Linked DNA regions of Mus musculus: regions 1, 2, 3, 4 and 6 are each linked to region 5. A link is a contact called in public HiCAR-type, HiChIP or PLAC-seq and promoter capture Hi-C data. All regions are on one chromosome and are shown on one strand. Each heading gives the region's core, a stretch centred on a gene start, on an enhancer-like site or on the middle of the called end of the contact. The rest is flanking DNA. Distances are from core to core; before and after follow the strand shown.

Evidence for each region. Promoter capture Hi-C pulls out the DNA fragments that hold promoters and counts their contacts. HiChIP or PLAC-seq counts read pairs in DNA pulled down with a chosen protein or histone mark. HiCAR-type assays count read pairs that join an accessible place to other places.
Region 1: a CTCF HiChIP or PLAC-seq map of the NIH/3T3 cell line shows a contact between it and region 5, with 6 read pairs. The contact joins the promoter of Vgll3 here to the promoter of 4930453N24Rik in region 5. A contact is called at or near these places in 3 of 39 promoter capture datasets (the 3T3-L1 cell line and liver) and 1 of 15 datasets of contacts at CTCF or cohesin (the NIH/3T3 cell line).
Region 2: a contact with region 5 is called in a HiCAR-type map of astrocytes, with 9 times the contacts expected there. The contact joins the promoter of Nsun3 here to the promoter of 4930453N24Rik in region 5. A contact is called at or near these places in 10 of 39 promoter capture datasets (the 3T3-L1 cell line, 3T3-L1-derived adipocytes, the C10 cell line and 6 more), 2 of 484 Hi-C or Micro-C datasets (CD4 T cells and CD8 T cells), 7 of 115 datasets of contacts at active chromatin or transcription factors (astrocytes, embryonic forebrain, embryonic stem cells and 4 more) and 3 of 9 other capture datasets (adipose tissue, liver and pancreatic islet).
Region 3: a contact with region 5 is called in a promoter capture Hi-C map of second pharyngeal arch cranial neural crest. The contact joins the enhancer-like site here to the promoter of 4930453N24Rik in region 5. A contact is called at or near these places in 6 of 39 promoter capture datasets (cranial neural crest, embryonic stem cells, frontonasal cranial neural crest and 3 more) and 5 of 115 datasets of contacts at active chromatin or transcription factors (embryonic forebrain, embryonic stem cells, neural tube and 1 more).
Region 4: a contact with region 5 is called in an H3K4me3 HiChIP or PLAC-seq map of embryonic limb bud, with 14 times the contacts expected there. The contact joins the enhancer-like site here to the promoter of 4930453N24Rik in region 5. A contact is called at or near these places in 5 of 39 promoter capture datasets (cranial neural crest, embryonic stem cells, frontonasal cranial neural crest and 2 more) and 7 of 115 datasets of contacts at active chromatin or transcription factors (cardiomyocytes, embryonic forebrain, embryonic limb bud and 4 more).
Region 6: a contact with region 5 is called in a promoter capture Hi-C map of embryonic stem cells, with 9 times the contacts expected there. The contact joins the promoter of Pros1 here to the promoter of 4930453N24Rik in region 5. A contact is called at or near these places in 15 of 39 promoter capture datasets (the 3T3-L1 cell line, 3T3-L1-derived adipocytes, the C10 cell line and 8 more), 2 of 484 Hi-C or Micro-C datasets (B cells and the G1E-ER4 cell line), 10 of 115 datasets of contacts at active chromatin or transcription factors (astrocytes, bone marrow-derived macrophages, embryonic limb bud and 6 more) and 3 of 9 other capture datasets (adipose tissue, liver and pancreatic islet).

Annotation. Positions count from the first base shown.
Region 1 is chr16:65,812,479-65,817,306 of GRCm38.p6, forward strand. It overlaps Vgll3 (vestigial like family member 3), which reads left to right and starts at 2,711. Exons shown (of 4, transcript NM_001368760.1): 1 at 2,711-3,280. The coding sequence starts at 3,155.
Region 2 is chr16:62,783,597-62,788,526 of GRCm38.p6, forward strand. It overlaps Nsun3 (NOL1/NOP2/Sun domain family member 3), which reads right to left and starts at 3,120. Exons shown (of 6, transcript NM_178925.3): 1 at 3,075-3,120; 2 at 2,192-2,301. The coding sequence starts at 3,086.
Region 3 is chr16:62,994,360-62,999,195 of GRCm38.p6, forward strand. No RefSeq gene overlaps it. Among named protein-coding and RNA genes, the nearest start is that of Pros1, 140 kb to the left of the region's middle. Within about 2 kb of position 1,447, at least 3 of the 459 cell types and tissues checked have an H3K27ac peak or open chromatin away from gene starts, as enhancers often do. A contact at or near this core is called in second pharyngeal arch cranial neural crest, where this site is marked.
Region 4 is chr16:62,937,589-62,942,314 of GRCm38.p6, forward strand. No RefSeq gene overlaps it. Among named protein-coding and RNA genes, the nearest start is that of Pros1, 86 kb to the left of the region's middle. Within about 2 kb of position 3,218, at least 37 of the 459 cell types and tissues checked have an H3K27ac peak or open chromatin away from gene starts, as enhancers often do.
Region 5 is chr16:64,768,374-64,772,938 of GRCm38.p6, forward strand. 4930453N24Rik (RIKEN cDNA 4930453N24 gene) reads right to left here and starts at 2,566. Exons shown (of 3, transcript NM_026273.2): 1 at 2,364-2,566; 2 at 551-789. The coding sequence starts at 2,490.
Region 6 is chr16:62,851,509-62,856,223 of GRCm38.p6, forward strand. Pros1 (protein S (alpha)) reads left to right here and starts at 2,799. Exons shown (of 15, transcript NM_011173.3): 1 at 2,799-2,996. The coding sequence starts at 2,921.

The DNA of each region.
Region 1 (4,828 bases), core at 1,461-3,960, 1.0 Mb after region 5:
TTTACTTCCTTCCTTATTATCTTTCTGACAGAGTAGCTCATAGTGCAGCTGCCTCTGTCCCTTTAGATCTCTGAATATACAATTTATATTGCATCTTAATATTTTGCATAGTTAAGAAATATATTTTTGAACTCATGCTTTCAGAGTTCTTTCCCACAGCCTTATGGGCTGTCCTGAAGATCATAGCATTCTATTGTAATTTTGAGACACACCTGCTTCCCTAGAACTCATGGTGTCTCTGATTATCATGAAGTCATTAACCTTAGCAGAGAGGGCATTCTTTGAAGGAGGAATGTGGAAATATTTATACTATTACACAAACAAGCCTTATATCTACAGCAACAACCAACACTTGTGAAGTCTCATGCCCTGCTGGCTCTGTTCTAGGGTCAAGAGAACCTGTCAAACTGTCTTTCCATGATCAATCCAGACCTAGTGAAGTTCTGTCCAGAATTAGATTCTAGACAAAATGTGGAACAAGAAATGAGAAAGAAAAATAGCAACTAGAGCTACAATCTTCACTGGTTTGTTAATCAAAATTAGGGTGATTCCTGCTGAAGAGTATTAAGAGTCATCGGTTTAGCCTGGCGTGGTGGCGCACGCCATTAATCCCAGCACTTGGGAGGCAGAGGCAGGCAGATTTCTGAATTCGAGGCCAACTTGGTCTAAAAGAAAAAGTCATCAGTTTAAAACAGTTTGTTTCACAGCCTTCCAGAAGGAGGTCTCCTAGGAGATTGGGGACAGAACTGAGAGAGGAAGAAGCCTAAAACTCTGAGTGCTTGATTCAACTACTTCCCAGTTCATCCTACAGAGAGGTAATAAACAAATAAACAACTGTGTATAATGTATATGTCTGTGTACATTACAGATGACCTCACACATTCAGATATCTTCACTCATGCAAACCCGTGAAAAAAATAAATACATTACAAAGAAGAGGTCTTCTGTTAGATTTCTGTACAAATAGGGCTTAAAAGTTACTGCAAGCCAGTAACTTTTAGATTAGTGAGTTGTCCTTCATAAGAAAAAAAAAAAAGTCAAAGCATCAAGGCTCTGTTTGGCTTACTGAGGCTAGATCATTATTGGAATAGGTGTCCTGAAGAATGGATTAGAAGATGTTTGGTTATGGGGCTGGGGAAGTAGTAATAAGCGTCATTCAAGAATCTGAATGAGATAGCTGGACAAACTAGGGCTTACAGTAAGAGATGTAAGCAGAAGTGTAGAGTTTAGGATATACTTACTGAAGGTTAAGACCAGATGCAGGCACTGTGAGGAGAGGGAAGGTTGCGAACTTCCCAGCTATTCCCAGTTCAGCTGGGAGGTGGAGTTTTATTATCTGTGACAGACACCATTAGACAAAGTTCAGATTGGAATGTGGGTGGTGGCTGTTGTTATGACTGTACCTCGCAGAACTGCCTGGAGAGAAGCTGTAACCATGAGCATAGATCACTGGAAAAGGGTCTAACCAGGCTATATCAACTTGGGACAAAGGAGTTATAATCACATAAAGTAAGTTCTACCAGAAAGAGTACAGTTTAAAATCTGAACTACATAAACTCTCTCTCTCTCTCTCTCTTTCTTTTTTTTTTTTTTTTTTTTTTGGTGGGCCTACATAAACTCTTAATAGTCATATTTTAAGACTTGATTGATAAAAATAATGAATGAGTGAAGAAATTCCATTATGGCATAACAAAATACCAAACACAATCTTGGTGTGAGTGTTAGGGGAGATATTGACATGCCCACACACATGAACTGTTCCCCAAAACAGAGGTGGTCCTGGTGGGAGGGCATAATGGCTTCAAAGTATGATCTTTGGTTTGTGTGTGTGTGTGTGTGATTTACTCTATGCAACATTAATGCATTCGACAAAGAAAGAGACATTTCTTTTGAAAAAGACTAGGCCTTTTGGTCCTTACTGAAAATTTTCTGTTTGTCAGACAGGTAAAGGTTGATTGAGTTAGATTTGATGATTTCACTGGAGTATAACTATATTTTTAAAAACAATTTTTTATTTCAATTTGTAGAAGGTTTTAAGCTACATGCATATAAACAAGACATTAAAATGGTAGCCAATTATTTGCTCTTGCTGTATTCAAGCCAGCTTATAAAGGCCAGGAAAGATATATATACATCGCCAGGATGCCAATCCACCAAGATGTGCCTTTTAAGTGAAGATGTTGCAAGGAAACAACTATTGTTAGCCTGTGGGCACTTCAAGGCACTGTTAACTTTCACTTTGGTCTATTTTTAATGGAGGAACTAAGCCCATATTTTTCCCCCGGCCTGTTTTATAACTCTCTTTATTTACACTTGGCTTTCCTCTAATCGGGTTCTAGCACCATCGGAGTTGATGCTCTCTGAAAAAACTCCCAGAACTTGGGCAACTCTGTCCAGGCCGCCAGGTGACTGAGACTGGGTGGGGAACCTTGGAGTTTTGAGGGCGCGGAGCCTCTCGCATACCAATCTCCTCCCACCAGCATCACTGGGCCCGGAGGCGGAGAGGGCTGCAAACTTCGCTCCAATCCGCAGCCGCCCTCCCCAGGGTCCCCCTGCTGGGCGACCCGCCCGCTGTGGACCTGAGTTGATGGAACTTTTCTGATAAACTGCTCCTGAGAGCTGGGGAGGCAAGCACCCCGCCTCCCCACATTCCGGCTACCCTGCCCCCGCCTCCCGGTCCTCGCCCAGCCGCCCGCGCTAGTGATAGGACGAGTCCCGGGCGTGCATTGTGTGTATGCAAAAGCACTGCTGCTCTCCTGGAGCGGCCCTAGCCCGGACTGGGTAGCAGCTGCTGCTGGTACTGCGGAGTACGCTCCTGTCTCGGATGCGGTTGCCTGAGCCTGAGCCCAGCGCTGTCATGCTCCTGCCGCGGGGCGGGCTGCAGCGTCGTCCCGTCGCTATATAAGCGCGAGCAGAGGGGGCACCCGGAGGGGCTGAAAATGAAGGTGCCCGCGCATGGGCCGCCGCTGATTGCCAACCCCTCCCGAGCTCGCTCCCGGCGCGGAGCCCGAGGCCGCCGAGGACCCGCCTTAGCCGCAGTAGCAGCTGGTTCAGCGACGCGGACAGCAGCTGCGGCGGCGGTGGCGGTGGCGCCCCTTGCGCCAGCGCTTAGAGCGGCGGCGGCGACTCCGGGGCCGCCGCTGGCCCCGCTGCCATGAGTTGTGCGGAGGTGATGTATCACCCCCAGCCGTATGGAGCGCCCCAGTATCTGCCCAACCCTGTGGCAGCTGCAACCTGCCCTACAGCCTGCTATCATCCGGCTCCCCAACCTGGCCAGCAGGTGAGTCACCAGCCCGGCAGCCTTCCGGGGGCGGGGACGAGGGGCACCGGGTATCGGTGTCAGGCTCATGCCGTGCCCCGCCGGGTCCCGAGGCGTGAAAGATGCTTTAGGACTTGCTGGGAACCATAGGAAGAAAAAGACACTCCCGGAAGGGCAGAACTGAGCATGGCAGGGCTGGGATCCTTGGAAAGGTTTTACCTGGCCGGGGGCTTATTTGAGCTGTGTCACCTGAACTCAGAGACTCTTGCTCCCAGCTTCGCTGGTCCTTAGGACTCAGTTCCCTGAAGCTCACGAAAGGCATCTGTCTTAGGACTGTGTGAGTAAACTTTTAACTCAAATACTTTGTTTCCTTGGGCAAGTAAAGTATTTCAGCGTTTTCTGGAGTAAGTGGCAGAAGTATGTAACTGAGGTAGCAGAGGGTACCTGAGAAGGGAGCTCACAGAGCTGGGACTGGGACAGTACTGGGACTTTGAGGGTGGAACACTGGTCGGATGTAAGACACATTCAGTGTTCCTAGAATTTATCCATTGCCTTTCTCCCTGCGGCTGTGATTTAGACAGGGATTCTCAAAAGGCTCTTCATTGACTTTCTATTCCTAACAAAGCACAGAGCCTTCTGGTGTTCTTCAGTGGACTTGTGTTTCTTAGCCCAAGGTAGCCAGGAGTATCTGCATGCCTGGGCCCCACCCAGCCAAGAGACTGAAAATGTTGGTAAAAGGGACCTGGAAACTAGATGATAAGGGTAGACACTGGAAGAACTTGCCACTAGGAATTCTTGAGATTACTCTGTGGCCACACAGCAAGTGCAACAAAATTTAGTTAGAGCAATGTTAAAAACAGTAAAACGTGCCTGTGACAAGGGGCTATACTGAATCAGGGATTAGAGTAGGCTAATTCCATTGAAACTTAAAAATACAGCTAGATATAGTTAGAAAATAATGATTAACAGGATTTTCGACTTGTTTTTCATTTCTTAGGAACTGTATGTTTTATTCTGGCCTTCAGGGTTTGACCCTTGGAGCAATCTGATCTTTGAATTTCTATTTTTTCCTTTGCCCCTGTCCCTTTTCTAGAAGTATAGGGCTACTCTTTGGGAAAGAGACTATAACTCTGTATGAGATTTAGTGGCTGTCAGATTCAGCTAACTTTGAAAGGGTACAAGTCCAGGAGTCATCGTTAAACAATCCCATCTTAATGAAGACCAAATGAGACACAAGACAGAAGACCCCACTTCCTTGCTAGTATTTATTACTTACGTTAAAATTAGAAAGCTTTACTATTTTAAAACAAAATTACCTTTGATGGGAGAGATAGGAGAAGCAGTTTTTTTTTTTTTTTTTTTTTTTGTATTTTGTGGTCAAGAATGGCAAACAAAAATATTTTGACTTATCATGTTTTCTTTGACACAAAATAGTAGCGTCGTAGGTTCAATCCAGGCAGAGACCTTGGGTATTTGTCCATCTCTCATGCTGTAGAGGCCTTCAATTAACATTAGTTGGAGTGTGGATGAGCGGGAGACTTAGATGTTTTTAAATATACAGAGAATTAA
Region 2 (4,930 bases), core at 1,870-4,369, 2.0 Mb before region 5:
GTAGAGTAAGGAAAGAGACTCAGTGATGCCTCCAGAGGAGAGAACCCAAGTCCATCCTGAAAGCAGCATGGGTTTAGAAGACAATAACATGCACTCAAGTGTACTGAAGGGGAGAACTAAGAGGAATGGCTCGAAAACAGAAAACAATGGCCTCGGTCTGGAAAGGAACTGCATAGTGTAAGATGACAGTTCTGCTACAGACTTCCCTGAAGGGGACGAGCTGGATGTAAGGACAAAGAAAGCTCAGTGATAGAACTTGAAAGCAAACCTCCCCACTGCTACAGAGACCTGAGAAAGAGCAGTTCTTTCTTTCCCAGACGAGGAGGGAGGAGACTGCTGACAGTAAAAGTGCTTAAATGAAGTGTAGCATTACGTTTGCAAACAGTTATAAAACAAACGTATAATTCCGTCCTTACTTCCCTAGGCCACCTTCCAGGGTCTGCCTTTCTAAGAAAGCTTTTATTTTGCCTATGGCAAATTTAGTACATGTTTATGCAAAACTTAAATTACCATGAAATTCTACCAAGAAGGTAGATAGAGCAGAAGGCACAGCTAATTACATGGCTTTGAGGTTCACTGCTCATTTTGTTCAGGGTCAAATCGTAATTTATAAGTCTTTCTGGGTATACGAAGTAGAAAATCAAGTCATTGCAGGTTATGAATAGCCAGGTTACTAAAAAGCCTTCAGACAAAATACTTCTTGCAAATCTTTTGTTTTAAATCATCCAAGTATGCTAATTATATCCTACGTATGAGGCACAGTGCTGTCAATAGTGGGAGATCAATCAGGACTCAGGCAGACTGGGCAAAAGCTCCAACTCTACTAAGCAGCTAAATGAATTTAGGTAAATGACTTTAACTCTACACTATAGCCTCAGAAGAAAAATAAAGTACTTAAGTAGGTATTATTTGAACACAATACCTACCTACAAATGCAAAGTGTGTGGTTCTTTAGATAGTCTATATGAATGAATACCTTCGCATACTAAAATCCTTAGGAATTCATTATATACACTATTATTCACATTTTGATAGAAAACTCATAAAATGTAGCATTGTTGAAATAACAGCTGCCTTTTCATTTTATAAGTTTCCTAAATATCTTAATGTCCTAAAATCATTTTTGACCCACTTCACAGCTTATCTTTATTCTTTGTTCCAAATTATGCTTAAAGTTGTTCTCTGAAAAGACATACCTACTGAGTTCATCTCAGAAGAGATGGTATAAAACAATCATCGGAGACATTACTTTCTGAGCTAACTTTCAGACTATCCAGTCATACCGCTTTTTCATCTCTGCTGTGCAAAACAGATTGGCAACTTTCCCTCAGCCCTGAATGTCTGGTTCCTTTTGTCAAGTTAATTCCAAAGTCACCAGTGGCTGTCACTGGTACCCACACACTGAAATAAATCAAATGCCCTATTATTGATGCATGTTTCTGGAATGGTACGGTGCCCCTCCCATTGACTTCTCCCATGAATAGACTGCATGTAAACTAGAGAGGAGGACTATACTGTTCTTTGTATTCCAGGGGGTATCTTATATACCAATCAGGCATTCCATACAAATCCCCATTCACTACCATTCCGATCAACAGCTCAGACTCATCAAAACACAAATCATATTTGTCACTTTTTTTAAAGAAGTCATGGAGTTTATTGCAGAGATATGGAGTACGGCTGAACACAGAGGTCAGAGGACAACCTACAGTCTAGTCCCCGCTCTGGGAATGCCAACTGCCTTCCCTCCCCGCCAGTTCCACCATGGCCACTTGGCCATGTTCATGCATGCTAGGCTTATTTAGATTGGTCTGTCCATGTGCACATGTGCTCCACATACAGATGGCATGGTGACAATAATTGCCAAATAAAGCCTGACTTTAGCTAAGATAGAGGAACACTGACTTTAAGGACTTGGTATTACCTGAATTTCATTAAGTTAAATTTCTTCCAAGTTAGGATTTTTATTACAGCGTTGTTTTAAAATGTGGTGCCTCCCCATTTTACAGATAAAAGCCAAGTGCTTGAGAGGGCATTACTATCTGCCCCACATTTCTACATGCCAGGTGATTCCTTCACACATAAAATGTACAGTCACCTCCTCCCTCCTGGACTGTGCCACTCTCAAGGAGGTATTTGCTACATACTTCCCTTTCCTCTCACAAAATATCAAGAGACGAACCATACTGACCTTACTGTACTCCAGGAATCCCCAAGTTCTTTCGAATACTGTTTGTCAAACTGATCCAACACAACTCTGCATAGCTGTTTGGCAAGCTTCCCCTCTGATTTTGCTTTCAGCTATGATGATAAGAAAAAGGTGCTGACAACACACTGTGATATCACATATTTATTGAAAGTTGACAGTGACATTAAATTTTCTTTATATCTCTACTTATTCGTGGAGACTTCCATACCTGTCTACAACATACTTTAATAAACACGTCTCCACACCACTCCAACTCCACCCAGACTCCCACTGTGTGTTCCCCTTCCAACTTCATGTCCTTTTAAAAAATCCACTCGGGAACAATTAGTGCTGTCGTTATGCACATGGGGGTGTGGAGCCATACCCCAAAGACAACTCTCTCCCGGCCTCAAGCCAGCTACTGCCAATAATAGCTAGTCAGGAGTGGGGCTTCCTGATTTTTAAAATGTCAGTTCCTGCCGTTGGATCAACTCCTTACTTGTAACAAAATTATTTCATGGTTTTTCTCGAAGTGGTAATTACCAAGTGTTAGAGGTGAATCTATGCTAAAAAAAAAAAAAATTCAGAAGCCATAAAAGTTTTGTTGTTGTTGTTTGTCTTTTAAAGTAAGACTGTAAAGAAAAAAGTATTCCAAAGTTTATTTACGGAAATAAGCATCGCCCCAACTTTCTGGCTCTCCCCTCATCACCGGGGTGCACCCAGGGCTGAGAAAGCTCGCAGTGACAATGTCGCCGGCCCGCGGGACAGCAGCAGCACCAGGAACACACTCAGCACGGTTCCGGGCTGTGGGCAGTGCGGGTCCCATCCCAGTCCACCCTGCCTCTCGGTGGCTTCAGCCCGGGGCGCTCGACCGCCAGAGCCTCACCCGAGTCAGCATGGTCCCCGCCTGAGCTCGCCAACTACGGGTCTCCGCTAGAGTTCGCGCGGGGTAACACGAAGAAACGCCATACTTCCGGGTCCTGCGAGGAGGTCACAGATGGGCTGGCTCGCAGTTCCTGTTTCCGGTCTCGCGAGATTGTAGACAAAAATCTCGCGGGAGACTCAGGTCCTGCAAGAGGCGGAGCCAAAGCTCTCTGGGGACTCCGGAGCTGCTGGGGTGCGAACCCCGAGCGAAGGGTGGAGTGTGGGTGCTGGTTTACAGAGTCACCCTTCCTGTCTCTGTTCATGGGGTCGAGAGAAGACCTGTATCAGTGTTTTAGATGCACAGGCATTGCTGGTTTACAAAACCGAACCCCGCGATGAGAAAAGCGGTAGAAAGATTAAATCGCGCCTCTCCTTACATTTGCCCGAGTCACTCTATCTTCAAACTGGGAAGTGATAAATGTTACACCGGAAGTACCGACTGCCCCCACTGAGACTGCGGGCATGTGCTGAGGGCTGGCCGTTAGCATGCTCTGTAGCCAGCTCGACAGGGATGCAGATATTTCCAGACATGCTCAGGTCTCCATCTATCAGCCTCTGAAAGAATGGACCCAAAGTATCAGGCTGAGAGAAGGAAAGAGGGGACAGCCATAGGGAAACTTGTCTTCTGGAAAGAGCTTTCCAACAGCTCTAAAATGTCAGAGCGTCTTCTAACAGGGTGAGATTGAACCCGGATGACAATGGCCAAAGACACGGGCGGAGGTTGGGTACGGGGTTCCACTGGATGTCTTTGTTCCTCTTCCCAATGTGGTCACCTTGAATAAACGGCCTTTTTCTGCTTTCCAGTTTCAATTTTGTTTTTTAAATAGGCTGATTTATTATAGGTGGCTGGACTTTGATATAAGAACTGTCACATCATTGGTACTTGAATAATACCTGTTTTCACCAAGCACTAAGACCACACTCCCAAGGACCAGGAAGGACTCACCAAGGCCCTGGCCTACTTCAAGCATCAGTGTTGACATTGTTAGGAATAACCACTCATTAGCATTTGCCTTGTTCTCTGGTAACAAACCAGAAATGTCTCAGAGATGATTTGGTCTCCTATAGTAACTAGGCATCTTCACGTTGAGATGGCACTCGATGCTCAAAGTATCAGTATAGGATATGCGATAGGTAGGTGCTGGACTCTCCAAATCCTATACAAAGGAAATGTCTTCTACACGAATGTGATTTAAAGCTTAGTTGGTTTTATTTTTTGTTTGTTTGTTATTTTTTTGTAAGTTCCTCAGTAATCTATAGTGTGTTAGAATTTTGATTCAGTATAAAATAAAATAATTGGTATGCAAATGACTACATGAATACACACCTGTTCTATATTTGAGAAAAAGTAATTCATTTACTCTTTAGCTGTTATATTCAGAGATTTTGTGCATTTTCTATGTTCACTATAAAATGCACCTACTAGTAAATATACTAGATTTATATTTGCAGTGAAAGAAGACCTAGAAAATAGGAGGTAGACTCCTATTAGGATGTTAAACTTCAAAAGGTCAGATCTATTAGCAACTTGTTTTGAGCTACTGATGGTATAAGAAACAACCTACCCCAAATATAAGAATTTATTGTTTCTTTGTTAATATTGTTTTGAGATAGCATCTCAGGTAGTTCAGAGTGGCCTTGAACTCACCATGTAAGGAAGGATGACCTAAACTGATCCCACTGCCTCCACCTCAAAGGTATTGGGGTTATCTGTGGTATGCTTTCATGACTAATTTATGGGGTTGCCAGGGGTTGAACCCACAGCCTTGTGAATGCTAGGCAAACAATGTACCAAGAACTACTCCCACACTATTTTTT
Region 3 (4,836 bases), core at 197-2,696, 1.8 Mb before region 5:
AAAATCATGCTACTACTCAACAAATGGGCATATCTTGGCTGGAAGTTCGGTTTTGGAGAACACAGGGGTCAGTGTTGGGTAAGATCCTTCATATTGTTTCTCTGTCATCAGCCTGTATAGGAAGTGAAGAAGCTTCCTAGTTGGTTTGAAATTAATTTCTCTGAATTTCGGAAGTGACAGCACATTGTCTTTGGTATTTATTCTCGGTGAGAAGTGTGATCACTTGGAAGAGCAAAGCTTACATAAGAATGTGAATTAATGCTAATTGGTGCAACCTCAGGAAGTCATAGTTCAAATATGTACCAATACTTTTCTTCATTTTTTAAATAATTTTAGTAGAAAATAGTAGTTGCAAATACTAGTGCAAATATTTTCGTGCTTGAAACTTGATGTCATGCTCATCTGGTTTCTATTTTCTTGCTTCACCCACATTCAGTTCAACCTGACATCAGGTAGATATTTTGACCAGAGTTTTTATTTGACTGGTTAAAATATAATGCCATGTCATCGCTCACAATCATATACTCTTTGTAGGTATGAACGCTACATGGACCTTCAAAGTATCTTCTATGTGTCCTCACTTCAACCTCCAAATTCCTGAATGTTCTCCTTTGCTTGGGATTTTTATTCTCCAGAGGATACCATTTCTTCACATATCTGCCCATGATCCCTTTCAAAATTAATTGATTCCTTAGGGCAGGTATGGTGGTATACACCTTTAACCCTACAATGTGAGACACAGAGAAAAGTGAATCTCTGCAAGTTCAAGATCACTGTTCTACATAGAGTGTTCTAGTTCAGCCAGGGCTACATTAAGAGACCCTGTATATAAAAAACATTTAAAATTTAAGTTATTTATCTACAGTTTCATGTATGATGAACTAAATTCTGTTCAGTCTCATTTTTCCATTCACCAGTCTTTACCTTCTTCCACCAAGTACCCATCCTAATTTCATACCTTTTTGGTTTTGGGTGTTGCTTGTTTTATTTGTTTTTATTTTCATACCTTTTTTTTGTTTTATTTTCATTTTTGCTTTGTTAATACCCGGGTTTACCTGGGTCACTTGTGTGAGCATAGGCATGATGCTTACCGGATTATGAGTAACATACACATAGCCATTTTACTGAAGAGTATTACTTTGTCTTCCCTAGAAGCCTGTAAATGCCAAGAGCTTTCTTTGGCCAGGGACCATGAGATGATCCCATGTCCAATCTATGTTTGATTTTAGGGCTCTGTTTTGTGTAGGCCCTATGGAGCAACTGGAGCTCCTCTGAGTTCATGAGTATCGTGGCCATGCTATGCTCCTAAGACAGCATTCCACAGCTGCCCTTTCTCCTTCTGCTCTTTAATTATTTCCAGACCCTGTTCTATAATGTTCCCTGAACCTTTAGTAAAGTGACGTGGTTGTCTTGCCTAAGGATTAGCCCTCAACATTTGTGATTAATTATGGATCTCTGCATTGCATGCCACTTGGTACAAAGAGAAGCTTCTTTGAGCAGGACTGAGTACAGCGTAGTGTATGGGTAATGCATAAGTATTTATGAGTCTGTTTGACAACATGGCTATTTAGCAAAATAAGAATAAGTAATAAGCAAAATAAGTATATGGGTTCACTCATATTCCACAATGATTTATCCACTCATGGACTTTCCCCTATGTCTACAGCACTGGGCATGACCCTCTTATGGAGCAGAACTCAGTTCTCTTTAGAAACAAGGTGGGTTTATCCATAACACTGTGTCACTACTGATCTAGCACCCAACGCTTGCCAGTCAAGACAGCATCACTTTCCCAATAGACTCTACCTCTAATTTGTTTGTTAAATTTATTTAATAACAGGGTCTTGCTATATCGTCACATGTAGCCTGAACCTTGTGATCTTCTTGCTTTAGTTTCCCAAGGGCTGGGATTACAAGAAGGTGTCACCATTCGTGGCTTATTCCTATCTCTTACCATAGCCACAATGGGTTCATAGCAACATGAACTGTCGAAGAGTTGCACATTTGAACCATAACAGAAATTGAGGATTTTATTTCCCTTACCACTTATGAGTTAGGAAAACATTTTTGTTTTTTAGTGTGCTATGACTTTTTCTTTTCATGAAATTGTCTACTATATATTTGACAGTAGTAGAGGTGTTACTGATTCTCTGTTCTTGTCTCTTGAAGGAAAGAATTTAGTTTAGAAGCAGACAATATTAGTTAGACCAGTTTAGTTAGCCAAACAAAACAAAGCACATACCCCAGGGGGAACTAGAGTTGTCTGCCCGAACCAGAGGCAGTGAATGAAAGAAGTGAGTTTTGTGTTGTGGATTTTAAAGGAGTTTTAATGAAGATTTATGAGGAGGGTAGAGTAACTGATTTTCTTCCCAAGTCATAATGGGTCAGGTCTCCCCTTTAGGTTAATGATATTGTATAAGTGTGTCCTCTTACATATATTTCCCATGATTTTCTACATAAGTCCACCAGGGAGGATCAAAACCACAATATAAAATAAAAATAAATATAGGGCTTTTTAAGGATAATAAAACTTTATTAGTGCAGGTATGTGGGAATATGAACCAGTACATTTATGGAGTAATGGGAAGAGCTCATATGTAGACTTAAAGGTGTTTATCCATAAAGTGTTATTCTAACTATGAAGAGACACAGCCATCAAGGCACAGTCATAGCTTTCTTGCCTTTCTTCTAGTTCTTCCTTAAGACTGCTCAATATCTCCTGATAGATCTCATAGCTTTTTGTCATCTATGAGAATTGGGACTTTATGAAAGCTGGGGTCAGGGCAATAGTTTGTATGGCTGTACAATGGGAATAGGGCATAACATATCTATAGGACCTTTGTCTCTCAGCACCACTGTGCGTATGTGTATTTTGCCTAAAAGAAGTTGATGTAAGGCCAGTGTGAAAAGGGAGAGAAATGAGAAGGAACTATCAGAGCATATTTCTGCAGACCTTTCTTAGTATGGCTTTTCCTTTCAGTACTTATGCTATCTTAGTCTTGGATTATCTGTTATAATTTTTGTTGACAGTAGACATCAAGGTTCTGTATTGAGAAGTTCTGATGAAGAGATGACGACTACCCAAGAACTGAAACAATGAATAGCATTTGTTTCAAAATGTACCTCTTGATAGGTCGGAAAAGGACAAAGAATAAAAGAATTTCTTCTGCATGTAATAGATAAGACTGAAAACTTCAACAGACACATTGTTATTTGGAAATCAAGAAGCACTGCTATTTAATATAATAGATCAGTCAGTTATAGTCATAATTCATCACAGGTTTGGATGTATAATTGCTTTGTACAATAATTGAAAACATGCTTTTCACATTCACCCTGGTAATTTGATGATAAATATGAATTTTACATGAAGAATCAATATAAGTTTATCAAGGGAAATCAATAACCCTGTGAAGTTATTGTTGTACTTCCGGCATTTCCAGGATTGCTTTACATTCGCTGAGTGCATGTGTGTATTGACTGCCTATTCAGAAAAAGACTAGTAGCAAAAATGCATGCTCTACAGTCTGTAATGCTGTTACCCAAGGGCGCCCTGCTACATAAGTTAAAGGCTCTAAATCAGATATGAGCATCTATTTTATTGAAATCTTATCTGCCAGCTAACCTGAGTGTCTATAGACGAAGTATGACTATCAAGCTACAGCTAGATGCACCCTCACAAGGCCCATCTATCCCAGATTATATCACTCTTTATTAAAGAACTTATGCTTAGTGTCAGAGAGAGTTTTAGACCCTAAAAGAGGACACTGGAAACAAGGCAGGCATTCCTGTAGATAGAATCTTAGAAGAAGTATGTCATCACATTTCAAATGAAGTAATTATTGCATGAGGTTATGAAATATTGAGCCAAAGTGTGTAATAATATTGTGAATAAGGTGAGAGAATTAGTTTTTTTTTTCTTCAATGAAATGCCAGGAATCTAATTCTAATTGTAATTTTGTGGCAGGAATGGAACACTTCTTGGGAGTTGCACATATTCTAAGGATTGCCTGTGTGGTGAATAGTATTTTTTGTCTACTTGACACAAACTAGAGTCTCCTAAGGAAGAAGAACCACAATAGAGGACTTTGCCTTTTGCTTGTTTTGAGAGGGTACAGCCCTTGTTGATGGCATTACCTTTGGATATACGGTCTTAACACCTGATGTGTTTCTACTTCCAGGTGATTGTCCGTATTAAAACTTAGATATTTGTTATAAAATGAGGCAGATATTATCTCCGTGTTTAACTGAGTTTATAGGGTAAAGCTAAGTGAGGTGTTTCAAATAAGACAGCAAGTATGTTTCAGCATCATTATTATCTAGGATGATATTATTTTAACTATTCTCATTCTACTAGCATTCAGAGAAAGCTGGTATTAAGCAATTCTGAAATATTTAATTCACACAATTTAAAACTCATTACTGAAAAAAAAACCCAAAAACTCATTACTTCATACAATTTAAGACTCTTATTTCTCAGTTTTGTGTTCACTTTCTTACTATAACAAGAAGACCAGTTATGCAGGTATGGAGCTGTGGTTTCACTGATGCCCTGTATCTGATTCTTCTTCTCTGTTTGTGACTTTTCTTTGAATTATTACTAATTTATTAGGGGCATTTTCTTTGATTTCTTTTTCTGCATTTAAGGTTGATTTTTGGAGAGAAAGTTCAGGACATACAACTGTTGTGCAATTTTCTCAGTAAATTATAATGACAAAATTTGAGTAGAAAAGTAATTCAAACAAAAAACTTAGATTATGCTATGAAAGCCTACTTTCTAGTACTTTAACTTACTTATAGGAATAAGTGCTGATCTTGGATTAAGCATCTCACTTA
Region 4 (4,726 bases), core at 1,968-4,467, 1.8 Mb before region 5:
ATTTTCTTACTAAAATCAGAAACATGTTAGAAAAATATTCTTGAAGAGCTGTTTTTGCTCTTCTGAGATCTCCAGACAGCTCAGCTCTCGCTAGAGAAAATTCTAAAGAGGAACTAACTGCTGTCACTTTTGCTAGCTCATTTTATCCAAGCCCAAAGCCTCGCTGCTTTTTATTTACATATGAATTCAGTTATTTATTCCAGGTTCCCTTTTGTTTATCCTCATGAATCTTGTGACCTCCAACCCGATTCTTAGTAGACTACAAGCACATATTTTCTTTTTATCATTGCAAAGAATTCAGAGATCTGCCTGCCAGTTAAACACAGATAAGAAGCTAGTTGGGTGGGACCCAGTCCTGATATCACTATTTCTACCACACCTGGATCTAACCTTGCTCTGTCCCAGGCTGACCTTGAACTCAGAAATCCACCTGCATTGGTATTGGTAACTGCCTCTCTGTGTATCTTTCTGACAAGCAGGCTTATTGTATAGCTTCCTCTGTTCCTTTAGACTAGTGAAGCCCCTCATATAATGCTCAGTTTTTGCATAGTTGAAAAGTTATACATTTTTAAATCCATGTTTTTAGCGTTCTTTTCCACAGCTGTAAGGGCTGTCCTGAAGGTCCCAGGGTTTACCATTTTCCCAAGACTTTAGCTCCACCTTTGCCTCCTGGGCTCTTGCTGTCTCTGATTATCATGGGGTCATTAACGTTAACAGGGAGGACATTCCTTAAAGGAAGAATGTAAAATATTATACAAACAAGCCTTATGCCCACAGCAGCCTCAATGCTCATTCATGGAGGCCCACATTGGCTATCCCTGTCCCAGGGGCCACAACTATGTCATTTTGTTTCCAGCAAGGCCATGCCAGACCCGGCAACATATGAATACACATTATGCTGTTGGCCATTTGCTAGGTTGTGGAACTTGCAGAGCACAGCAGTTGTGAACCCCCAAACATGTCCTGCTCTGTGATTACATTGGCTCAGATGCTTCATGCCCCGTCAGGCAAGCTGGTGACAGGGACTCTCAAAACAGAAAGACGTATTTAGTCAATCAAGTTTGAGATAATTCATTACAGGGCCCATAGGAAATGAGAATAAGGCCCATGTCCTTTCATTACAAAGGCAGAAAATACAAACATTCTCTTTTAAGTTGGTCGCAATTTTAAAAATGTGTCGTCTCGATTTCTGTATGTAATCTCATTGTATATTTTCACTATCACAAAGCAGCTGTAAGCATATAACAAAAACCTCTTGCTGAAGCCATCTCAGGAGAGTTTCTCTACTTAATGCCTCCAGTCCCTCTCTTCCTTAAGCAACAGACATGTCTACCAGATTGCCCACTCATCCAGCTTAGATAACCCAGAGCCAGATCCTTGAACCGTCATACCCCGCGTCCTCCACAAGGATGGTAGATTCAGGGCACTTTCGTTTTGGAGGCCTATGCTACCTCTGCCACAGCATCCATGGGGACTAAATTAGAGTGTTTTGCAACTGATAGGCAATTAACGTGCGGCCTGCTTTTCATTGTATCCTTACCACCCTTCATCGCGAAGTCATATGAACTAAATTCTGTCTACTGGCTGAATGTGTTTTGTTTCCCACAATAAACAAACACGACGAAACTAACCATGTGCACTTCATCTTTAGCCGCAGCCCTCCACCTGCGAGCAATACATTTTTTTTCTTTCTTTAGTGAAACAGATCTACTTACTAGATGGTATTTGTTCCTTCCATTTCTTCTTATACTCAGATAAGAATTTCTACCCAAGATCAATGAGACTCATGTTCGTATATGTGACAGTTTATAAGACTATACACGCTTTGGAAGATCGCTGTATTAAACGAGCTGTACTATGAGAGAAGCTTTGAGAGAAGAGATTTATGCTTCGGTTTTTGTTCACGCTGATTTTATATCTGCTGAGAATCTTACATCTCTTATCTAAGGAAAAAAGAAACCTGTGATTGATCTTCAAGAAGGAAAAGAAAAAAAGTGAGTTCGGGTTTTGACCTTTGGAGTTCACTCACACTTTCAGATTTTACGTTAGTTATAAACCAGTTGTTAAAAATAACATTTTGAAACAATATGTAAAAGGATTGAAATATTAGAGTTAAAATGAAGACTCTTCTCTCTTTTTCATCAGCTAAAACCTAAGTTACCTCATTTTATCGGGCACCTTTTTGGATGAGGGATGTCAGTAACAGAACTTCACTACCGCATATGCAGCCTTATTGGGATCAATGGGAGGAGAGGCCCTTGGTCCTGAGAAGGCTCCATGCCCCAGGGTAGGGAAACGGTAGGGCGGAGAGGTGGGAGTGGGTGGGTAGGTGGGGGAACACCCTTATAGAAGCAGGGGGAGGGGGATGAGATAGGGGATTTCTGGAGGGGAAACAAGGAAAGGGGATAGACAACATTTACAAGTAAATAAAGTAGCCAATGAAAAAGACCAAAATGTTTTCCTTTAGGGAAACAAAACTTAAGCTTTCATAAATTAAAACTTCTTCATTGAAATCCACAGTCATCCCATTATCAAACTGAATCTTGGATTTCTCAGCTTTGACCTTAGAATACAGACTTTGACTTGTGACTTTGATTTAGATAAATCTATTTATATAAGTTTATTCTGATCAGGATTTGTGTGAGTCCAAGTCTGGGGGAATTTTTAAACCTTTGACTGAAGGAAGCTGGGCAAACATTTGTGTGCTTTTGGGAAGATATTCCCAAAGATATTTTGGGAAGATCTAGGTAATCCCTAGTTAATGTTGTTCCCTTCGGCCCACTCCTGACAAAGGCATTTATTTATCTTTTCCTTTCATGAATCAGATTCTGGTTTTCGATACAGGCATCATGGTTTATGGAGCAGTGGATTGGTTGTAATTGTGACTTTGAAAGTGAATTTTAGGAATAATGCAACTTTGAACAACTGAGAGACCTCTTGTACAAGCTACTCAGAATATTAAACAGCCCTAGCACGCGAAATGCTATTCTCTCCCTGTGATCTTATCAGGTCAACCAACTTGTCTCTGATTTGAAACACTCACTTTGATCTTGTTTATACAGAAGTACTTCGGCTTACATCTATGGGATCAGAATAGTACAGGTAACCTGTTTTTCTCGGTTCGTTTCTATGGTTTCTGACATGAGAAGAGAACAAAACAAAACAAGAAACCACGAGGTTTATGGGACTGGTTGTAGCATGTTTGGCCACCACTAGGGGGCGGTACACGAATGTCGTATAAGTGAAAGTAGCACGTAAGTTTCAACAATGTAAATTATGCGCTTGAACTGCGAATGCATTCTCCTACTTCACAGAACATTTTTCATACTAAAGTATTGTGAATTTATGCCCATCCTACTGAGAATTACTCCACCGTAGAGCGCTAAAAGCAGGCACGTGTTAAAGGGGTCTGGTTCTCTTTTTAAAGTAAAGCATGATCAAACATTTATATTTCAATATAAAAGAAACTATATTAACTCTTCAATTATGAAAATTCTTGTAATTTCATCACTTCCTTTCTACGAAAAGTCTTTTTTTTCCTGTAGAATTAATTCAGGACACCCAGAAAAGTATCACACTGAATTATAAGTGACTTAGTAAGACACTGACATTTCAGGGCAGGTAGAAAAATAGCATTGTTTTTCTTTTTTTAAAGGGGGAAAATTTGAAGTCAATATTTGTATCAACCAAGTGAGAACAAAATCAATAAATAGGAGCATAAATATTTTAAAACATAAACGAGGAAACAGAAAGTAAATAAGATGTGTTTCATTATTTATATGAGCGCTAACTCTCATATTTGTTCCTAAAGTACAGGCACAAAATAGGAAATCATTCGACTTACTCATGCATTTTTAATGAATACATTATTTCCATTGTTGTATTTTCAAGCACTGTATTACCTGTGAATAGTTTAAGAAATATTTTAGTTTATGCAGCATACAGTAGGGAAGTTCGCAGGCCTTGGGTTCATTTAATTTGAAAATGTTTCTGTTAGTTCACTGGTTTCTTCCGGATAACATAAATTCTGATTTTGATTTCCAATCTATATGCAGTACTTTTCACTTCCTTGTTAGTGCTGTTGATTTTAAACAGACCTGAACAGCATTCTTTGTCATTCATCATTTGGCCCTCCATGAACTCCCATGTTTTCTGAGTTTCACTGGGAGTGGGGAGGGGGTAGGTATACACGGTCATTGGTACAGATTTCTTTAAGTCTTGCAAATATCTTCTGGACATGCAAAACACGCAGAAAGCCGCTGGTTGTCTGGTCGATGCTTCTGAGAACAGACAGTCATTGATCTGTTTCCCTTTGCTTGGCCGCACAGACGTCACCATATGCATAGCCACAGTGGGTGTCTGTTCAGAGAACGTGAAATCTTGTCTGCTGTGATTTCATCTTTGGCTGAGTCTGGTGTCTGTCGTTTTCTCCACTCCCCTCTGTCACTTGTGTGGACAGGGCATCAACGCCACGGAGATTGGGCTCAGAACAAGTTGTGCTTTTCCATTCTCAGCCTTCCCTCCTCAGCCCTCCTTCCCTAGGCATTCTTCCCCAATTTTTTTTTTTTTTCATCTTTTTCTTAATATTTGAATGGAAGGTTTTCCAGGACAGATGAGAATGAGAAAAAGTCAATAGGGAAATGAGCTATTGTCAAATTGCAGCCTCAAGGGACACCATAATGACAGCAATCTGAAGTGATTTGGGCTAGATTGCATGGTTATTACA
Region 5 (4,565 bases), core at 1,316-3,815:
AACATGACCATTTTTTTTCTTTTTAGTATATTAAATTGCTATGAGCATGTTTTCCAGCATATTAAGCAAACAGAACCTTTGCCTACTGTAAAAGCCCAGCAATTATCCAGAGCTCAGTCAATTTACATTAAGTCCTCAATATCGAACACACACACATACTTGAGAGCAACCAGGATTAACTGGAAAGTGGAATTTTTTTTTAACTTAAGTGAAATTTTTACATAGTTACCGAATGCAGACTTATAAAATGAAATAGTTTATAACAGCTTTCCAAATTCATTTAAAATGAAAATATTCATATAGTATACTTTATAATAATATTTCTCATTTATGGAAAGACTCTCACTCTAACACCCAATTCAATAGATTACATACACATATATAAATCTGAGAAATATTCTATATCTTAGTTACTTTCATGGTCTTGAAGCACGTAAAGGAGACAGAGACTGGAAAACAAAAGGACTATGAACCATGCACCTCAGAGCCAGGATTGTGCACAGTTTCAGACAGAATAGGGATTTGGAATGTAAGTACAAATCTAATATACCTGCTTAAAGAGCTGGATGTCCTCCGTCTTTGTAACTGGCTCTGCTGTGTCCTTCAGTTTTGGTGACTGTTTTGCCCAGTAATCTTTTGCATACTGAATAAGATTGTGTTTTTCAGCAGTTGGAGGTACAACCACCCCTTGCTTTGCCAAATACTTAAATATGACTTCTCGGTGGACTTTCTTGCGCCTCAGAAGTTCTTCTACATTTTGGCTATACACTAATATTGCATGAATAGCATCTGGAAAAGAAGTAACAACAAATAACAGACAGTTACAAGGCACTTGTTAATTTGCCCAACTTCAGCAAAAGTTTTGATTTTATTGAAAATGATTTAAGCTCTTGTCCTGATTCTTGCTTTTATACAACATGGCCTATGGCTTGAAAAGCAAGAACTTACCCATCTGTCTGCTTTTTTTTTTCTTTTTCTTTTTTTGGTTTTTCGAGACCGAGTTTCTCTGTATAGCCCTGGCTGTCCTGGAACTCACTTTGTAGACCAGGCTGGCCTCAAACTCAGAGATCCACCTGCCTCTGCCTCCCCAGTGCTGGGATTAAAGGCGAGCGCCACCACGCCCGGCTCATCTGTCTGCTTTTTTAATCCCTTAAATTTTAAACTTCCTTTACCTTGCTAGGCAGTGGTGGTACACACCCTTAGACCCAGCAGAAGCAGCCAGATCTCTTGAGTTCGAGGCCAGCCTGGTCTACAAAGTGAATCAAAGACAGCCAGGACTACACAGTGACCCAGAAAATTTCTGACCCAGAAAAAAAATGTATTTCTATGCCCCAAATACCTAAGATCCATAAACCTTGAAAAAAATGATTAAAATCACAATATATGATACCAAGGAATGTTGTCAAACTTCTGATTTTACAGATAATCGAAGCTGAAAAACAGCAGCATCAAGATGTTTTTAAACTAAAAAGTTGGGCTGAAAGCACAGACCAAATATCTTTCAAATAGACTACTGCTGCAAAATAGCAAGAATTAAAAAAAAGAAAAAGAAAAAGACAATGCACTCATTACATCTACCTTCCAAAGATCTTATTCCACAGACACACAGTATCTTTGATGCCCCTATTTCCAACTTCCCTAAAGACGCTATCACCTTTTCCCCATCCATTTCAGAATAGCTACTAAATTTGGTGGTTTGTTTTGGAGGCTTGAGGGTGTTCTTCTTTTTGTTTTGTCTGTCATTTTCTATCCCTTTCTTTTCAACAACATTCGTTTCACTAATGTATTTTAGTAAGGATATTTTTAATGTCTTATAAATGCAACGTACATATGTCCGTTTTGTCTTTTATACAACCTTTTGATTTAAAAAACAAAAACAAAAGAAGCTGTGGTCTTGCTACTTCCCAACTAGGAATGAATGTAGGACGAAGAGGCTGAGCATTCCTTGACATACGTGGATTAAAACTGTCCGCCTTTTATTTGTTTCGGTGGGTATTTACCTAAGACACTGACAAATAGTGTTTATTATTTCCCTTCGGGCTGAAAGAAAACAGCAGGAGCTGACTGATCTCCGTGGAGATCGAAACTGAAAACTGAAACATACTCTGGGATGCTCTTAAAAATCATGGGAATGGGCTCATCTGGTGCTCATCCGGGTCCGCATGTCCGCAAAAGTTTGCCCAGCCGGTACCACGGTCCGACTCACCAGCGCGCCGGGACCCGGCTCGGCCGGCGGGCGGGGAGGCTGCAGAGCTGTGCAGCGCCAACCCGGAGGCCTTCCCTGGGCTTCGGCGACAACCGGACCCGACCGGACCCGACCGGACCCGACCCCTGGGGGTGACAAGGCCCCTGCCGGCGCCTACCTTGGCGGTCCACAGGCTGCACCAGGCGGTTGGTGACGGTGTCGCAAAGGGCCATGATCTCGTCGTTGTCCAGCAGGCCGAGTAGGTTTCGGCAGCCCTCCGACTCTAAGTGGCTGAGCCCCGACATCTCGCCCCCGGGGATGGGGGGCAGAGGACGACGCCACCAGTGTCGCCCTCACGGCCCGCGGGCCGGCCGGCGCCTTGGCAACAGACACCGGAAGTGCCTTTTCAATCCCTCGCAAGCGCCGGAAGGGTCTCGGAGATTCCAGCCCCTCTCTGGGCGGAAGTGCTAGCTCAGAAAGTCAGCGAGGAAATGTGGTTCCGACTTGGGGCTCCGGCCTCTATTGGAGTAGAGTTCCACAGTTCGCGGTTTAAAGAAGTGTCCTGAGCATCTATCCACCTTCCACTCGAGGCTGGGCTAGAAACGAACCTGGGGGTGGGGGGTGGGGGGGAGCGCCTCCGAAGGGGCGACTTAAAGTGCGGCGCATGCGCGCGCGTGCCTGATGGTGGAGGCAGGGGTGGAGAGGCCAAGAGAGCTTCCATCATACCCCTGTACTTTTGAAGGTCTGTCCTCTTCTAGCCGCTTCTGAGTTAGGGGAGCCATCACTTTGATATTCTTTAGCTACAAAGATTAGACTACACTTTGAAACGCTCTAGGTTTTAAAAGGACTATAACTTGCTTCTCCGCCTTTGAGATAGCTAGATAATTAATTTAACCCAATTAATTGAATCTCAGTTGAACCTCAATTGCCAGCTGGTTGGTCATTAAGTATACTTGAAACAACCTGGGACTTCAGATTTGCATCTAATGTGGAGCTGGAGGGGCAGGGTGCCACACAATCTTGGGACTACGCCTCTAGCTGCAGGACCTGCCTGCCATTAGATTTGAATTAGTGGCTGGTGTCCCCTAAATGCAGTTAGTAGTCATTTGGTTGGTGTGGGGAAACACCGTGGGTGGAAAGTGATTTGTGTTATGAATATTAGAAGGAGAAACTGGATTTCTATTAGAGTTGCTGCTTCTGCTTCTTCTTCTTCTTCTTCTTCTTCTTCTTCTTCTTCTTCTTCTTCTTCTTCTTCTTCTTCTGTTTCTTTTTTCTTTTCTTTTCTTTTTTTTTTTTTTTTTTTTTTTGGTTTTTCTAGACAGGGTTTCTCTGTGTAACCCTGGCGGTCCTAGAACTCACTTTGTAGACCAGAATGGCCTCAAACTCAGAAATCCGCCTGCCTCTGCCTCCCGTGTGCTGGGATTAAAGGCGTGCACCACATTGCCCGGCTCTAGAGTTTTTTTTTTTTTTTTTCTAAATACAGAACTATTGAGATTTGGGGCAGGGTAATTTATTGCTGTAGAGGTTGCAGGATGCCTAACACCATCCCTACATTTCCACAAAGAATAGTGTGCCCCTTCTCTCACTTGATACAAGTGAAAATACCTCCAGGCTAACAAACGTTCCCTGAGAAGGAAAATCATGCCCAGGTGAGCCATTGATTCAAACCCTGCCCAAGGTGGTTTCTGAGATGATGAAAATATTGTTGTATTGCCCATACTAACGACTGTCCACATCTGGATTTTGAGATCTCGAAATATAGTAGTAAAACCGAAGAACAATTTCAAATTTTGTGTGAATTTGAATAAAGTTTTAATATCCACATGTGGCAAGTGGCTACTGGATTGGATCATGCAGATCTAAAAATGTGAAGGCCATTCTGTAGATGTGTTTTATGTTTGACCTCTGACTTCAGTTCTTTTATTTCTAAACAATTCTTGCAGATAACCTCAAGGGTTTCCTTATGATAACTACCTTAGACATGTATTGCAGGTCTCTGCTTCAAAGCCTATGTTCTTGATGTTTTACTTAAGAGGGTCTTCTCTTTAGACATTTTCCTTAGCTCATTTTTCCTACCGTTTATTCATGTCCCTGCTTCAAAATATTACTAGGAAGGCCCTAATGATTTACTGTATTCAAACTCACCACCCACAGTCTGCTTATGTTTCCTACCCATTTCATTTGTCTCCAAAGTGTTTATACAGTTTAGTATATTATAGTGTTTATTGTTCCTATCCCACACCCATCCCACTATAAGGTGTGTTCTGTAGAGCAAACAATTTTGTTTCATGACCTTTACAAAGCCTGGCACATAGTAGACATACTTAAAAAAAAATAAGTTGTGAGTCCACTTTAATTTTTTTTTGTTTTTCTTTTTGTT
Region 6 (4,715 bases), core at 1,549-4,048, 1.9 Mb before region 5:
TGACAGAAGCCAGAAGAAGGCACAGCATGTGATACTGAGTTGTCTGAGGGACTGGGTTTCACCCACACAGAATGGAGCAGTAGGTGTTGAACTGAAGGCGCTCAAACTGTAGTGATGAATCTCGTCTATGGCTGCAACCCATGCTTGCAGATGTTTTCAATGAGTGCTGGTGGTATTTGGGGCATTTCAAACCAAAGCAAATCAAATCCAGCAGAACAGCAGAGAAATAGTGGGCTCTTCATGTCCCATCAAATGAGTTCCCTGGTTTGGAAATGAAATTGTGTCAGTCAGCTTTCTGCCCTAAGTGAAAAAGTAAACAAACAAACAAACAAAAAACAAAAAACAAAACCCCGAGGATAAACGTCCATGCAGCAAATGAATATATGGCTTTAGTTGTTTCTATAATGTAGCCCTTGGCTTGTGACTGCAGAATACATTGTGGTAATATTTATACTGGAAGAAAGAGGCTATACTGGTTGCTTAGCTTACAGTTATTGGTTACTTGGCTACTAAGGAGAGAGACAGGACAAACAGGCACACACAGATTGGTGTGTGGGGGGAGGCAACAACACACCCTCAGTGACCTTTCATTGGGTCCCAAGTCCTGGTGTTTTTACGACAGGCTGGTGACAAAGCCCTTAACACAGGAACCTTTCAGAAGCAGCTAAGATTGGAGCTTCAGGAGCTGGAAAGAGGTTTGGGGTTTGAGTAGTTGTTCTTCCAGAGGACCTGAGTTTGGTTCCCAGTACTCACACTGTGGCTCAAAACACATCTGGAACTCCTGTTCCAGGGGACCTCAACTGGCTTCTTTGTGGTGGTACATCCGCCTTCACATACCCACAGGTAAAGCTCACATGCATTAAAATAAGTAAATGTTTTTAAAGTAATTTTTAAAAAATCCAAGCTACAACAGAAATTTATACTTATAGCATTTCTTTTTAGTTAGTACAATTCCTTTTCTTTTGATTTATTTATTTATTATATGTAAGTATGCTGTAGCTGACTTCAGACACTCCAGAAAAGGGAGTCAGATCACGTTAGGGATGGTTGTGAGCCACCATATGGTTGCTGGGATTTGAACTCATGACCTTTGGAAGAGCAGTCAGTGTTCTTACCTGCTGAGCCATCTCACCAGCCCAGTTAGTATGATTCCTACCATACTAGAAAGAACAAACCCAGAACAATTGTTGTTGCCAGAGAGACAATAAGGCAAGCAACCCCTTTTGACCATGCAGTTCTACTCATTGTCTCTTCCTGACTTTTCTTCTCCCCGCATTCAACTCCTTGGCTGTAAGCCTCAAAGTCCTTTTCCTCAACTTAAGTTGCCATATGTCTCAGTCATCTGGCCACCTCATTGGATCTCATGAATTTGTGAAATTCTCCTGTATATGTATGTGATTGAATATTATTTTCTCCTCTTTTTTTAAAATTATTTATTTTTATTTACATGAGTACACTGTAGCTGTCTTCAGACACATACCAGAAGAGGGCATCAGATCTCATTACAGACAGTTGTGAGCCAACCTGTGGTTGCTGGGAATTGAATTCAAGACCCCTGGAGGAGCAAGCAGGCAGCACAAGCAGCCAGTGCTCTTAACAGCTGAGTGAACTCTCCAGCCCCATTTTGTCCTCTTAGTCTATCATACATTAATTTAGCATGGCATAGAGCATAGACGGGTATAGTACAAAAGTTTTCCTTCCTCCTCCTCAATGAATGGAAATTTCCCAAAACATTTTATCAGAAAAAATATTGACTCCCATCTTAGTCATCTTGCATCCCCACTGGATCACTAAATAACAAAGGAAAGAGAGAGAGAGAAAGAGAGAGAGAGAGAGAGGAAAAATGACCCTTAAAATATGATTCTGCCTAGTAAGTTTCGTTCACACACATTCAAAAAAATCAATCTATGTTTTAATTGGACAAAAAAGGATTAATATACTCTATGTGCGTTGAGTTCTACTAGTTGGCATGGACTTAATGTTTCATATCGATAGCATCTATAGAGTCTCATGTCAACACGATGAAAACCTCTTATCTCTGTTACAGATGATATGACTAGGACTTAAAAGTGTAAGCTCTTTTCTTAAAGTTATAAAACAGTGTTAAGAGCAAGTTCTATGTTTTCAACCCAGGCAGTTTAGTTTCAAGTAGCAGGGAAAGCCTGATTTACACGTGTATGCCTGACAAAAACCAAAAGGGTAATGCTAACACCAAAACAAGCTGTTCTGAGGAAATACTCTGTGGGTGATCAAACCTTTCGATTTTCTTTCCTCCCACTACTTTGGTTTTGAGTACCCTTCTTCCTAAAGTCCAAGTTGGCTTCAGTTTAAGTTGACATCCTGACTGGCTGGCAGTCTCTGGAGTTGGAAAGAAATGGGGTGGGGTGGGGAGAAGGGAAGCTGGGTGGAGGAGGAATGGGGAAGGGATGCTAGAGAAGGTAGGAGCAGGGGAGGAGAGAGAGAGAGAGACAGAGACAGAGAGAGAGAGAGAGAGAGAGAGAGACAGAGACAGAGACAGAGAGACAGAGAGACAGAGAGACAGAGAGAGAGAGATACTTCACCCTTTGAAAACAACTTTCTAAAGAAACGAAGTAAAAGCAGGGCTGGGGACAGTGACAAAGGACCTCTCTGATAAGCTTCCCTCGGCCTCCGACCTCCTTCCCGCGGCCCTCCCCACCCCACCCCCGCCCCCCAGCTGCGAAGAGCTTCCAGGAAATGTCCCAGTCACCGCTTCCCCTCCCGGGCTGGGGGCTGGGAGCGGGCGGTCCCCTCCGCCCCTGGCTGCTCCGCCCGCCCGCGCTCGGGCTGGGCCGCGGCAGAGCTGGGAGAGCAGAGCCCGGGCTCGCAGCTTCCCTCGGCCGCCCTAGCGCAGGCACGGTCCCCGCTGCGCCAGCCCTGACCCCCGGCCATCCTCTCAGCAATGAGGGTCCTGAGCGCACGCTTTCGGGTGCTACTGGCCTGCCTCGCCCTGGTGATCCCTGTCTCAGAGACAAACTGTAAGTAATCCATATCTTCAGGCTTCTCTGGTCCCTACATGCCCTGGCTGGTAGGATTGTCTCCTGGACAGCTTGTTGCTTCCTAAATTTCCAGTAAGTCCCCCAGCGTCTCAGAGAGTGGCGGCAGCCTGGATCTGGCGGACTGAGTAAACGTGGGACGAGATCAAAGCTTGCCTTGCTTTGGGAGTCATTGTCCACAGGATTGATGCAAGAAGCTGGGTGATACCAAGTGTCATAGGAATTGGATGAGCATAGTTCTAAACATTGGTAGGAAAACTAAGTCAACCCTCGGTGCCCTCCGATCCCAGCCTGCACCCTCTCTTACAGTTAACCTTCCTTTTGCAATTTCTGGACTTTGTACTTGATTGGCTCGTCTCACATTGACAAACTGTTTGAGGATCACTGCGAGTTTACTTATCATTCCCTAACCTTGGCGTAAGAAGTTGCTGTTGGATATTATCTTGGAGCGAGGATCGTTTTGTACTGAGGATTTTGATTGCTACTGATCTGCGGTGGTGGCACGGATTCTTTGCACCTTATTGTCGTGTTTCTTGATTTTTTTCCCCCTTCTTCCATTCCCAGATTCCAGGGAGCATATTGAGTTTTCTCTTAGGGATATATAAAGAGCAACACAGGTTTGGTACGTTGTAACTGTCAACAAAATTGTTTTCAAAACTTTAAATGTGTTCATAATTAACAGTGCTTTCTTCTGCTCTGTTGGATTCCCAGAAACAGGCATGGGAGAAATAACTGCATAACATTTAGGCGACTAAGAGTATCAAAGAAATCTTTCAAGGATGGTTAATTAAATAGGCGTTTGCTAGAATTTCAATTTTTTATTAAGTAATAAGAAGATGCAGGTATTCTTAAAATTATAACTAACTTAAAGACCAGACTATAACTGATTTGTTTTATATTGAAGATAAACAAGTTACAATTACAAAACTTCAACGGCCAAGCCCCCATAACAAAGCCGCATGTGACTGTATGCTTGCACATGATCTATCTTGTACATTAGGACAATCAAATGTTTTCCGACAGCAGCAGGGCGGTGGCCGGCACGTGCCTCTGATCCAGCCACTTGCTCTCCAGGCAGAGGTCAGCAAATCTCTGAGTTCAAGGCCAGCCTGATCTACAGTTCCAGAACAGCCCAGCTGCCCAGAGAAACCTTGTCTCAAAACAAAGCAAAGCAAAACAAACAAATAAAAACAAAACAAAACAACAACAAAAGACAAAGCAAGAGTTGGTGTTTGGGGAAAGAGCAAGGGACAACAGTGGCTGACTTGCCACCCAGAGACTAGACAAGTTCTTTCTACAAGGACATCACAGAAAGAATATTCAGTACTGTGATGGCAACATCCTGTCTTGTTGCCTGGATGAAAAACCATCTCTGGTTTATGGATGAAGAAACAGACACCTATGTGCTGTTTCTCTTCCCTAAAATTTTGACTTTGTGTTTTGGGGTCTTGCTGGTCGTGCCTTTCATTGTGGTGCTGAGAATTGGATCTGGGAGTTGGTACAAGGTAGGCCAGTGAGCTACATCCCCAAACTCGAAGGTCCAGGAGAATTGAAATGTGAGATACAATTAGAATGTTAAACACGTCATGTATAATCAATTATATGGTCCTCAAAATATGCTATAATAAGTGAAACCTTTCCAGAGCAGTTATTTCTTGAGAGAATGAATGAACAAAAATAGACAACACCTCACAACCAAAA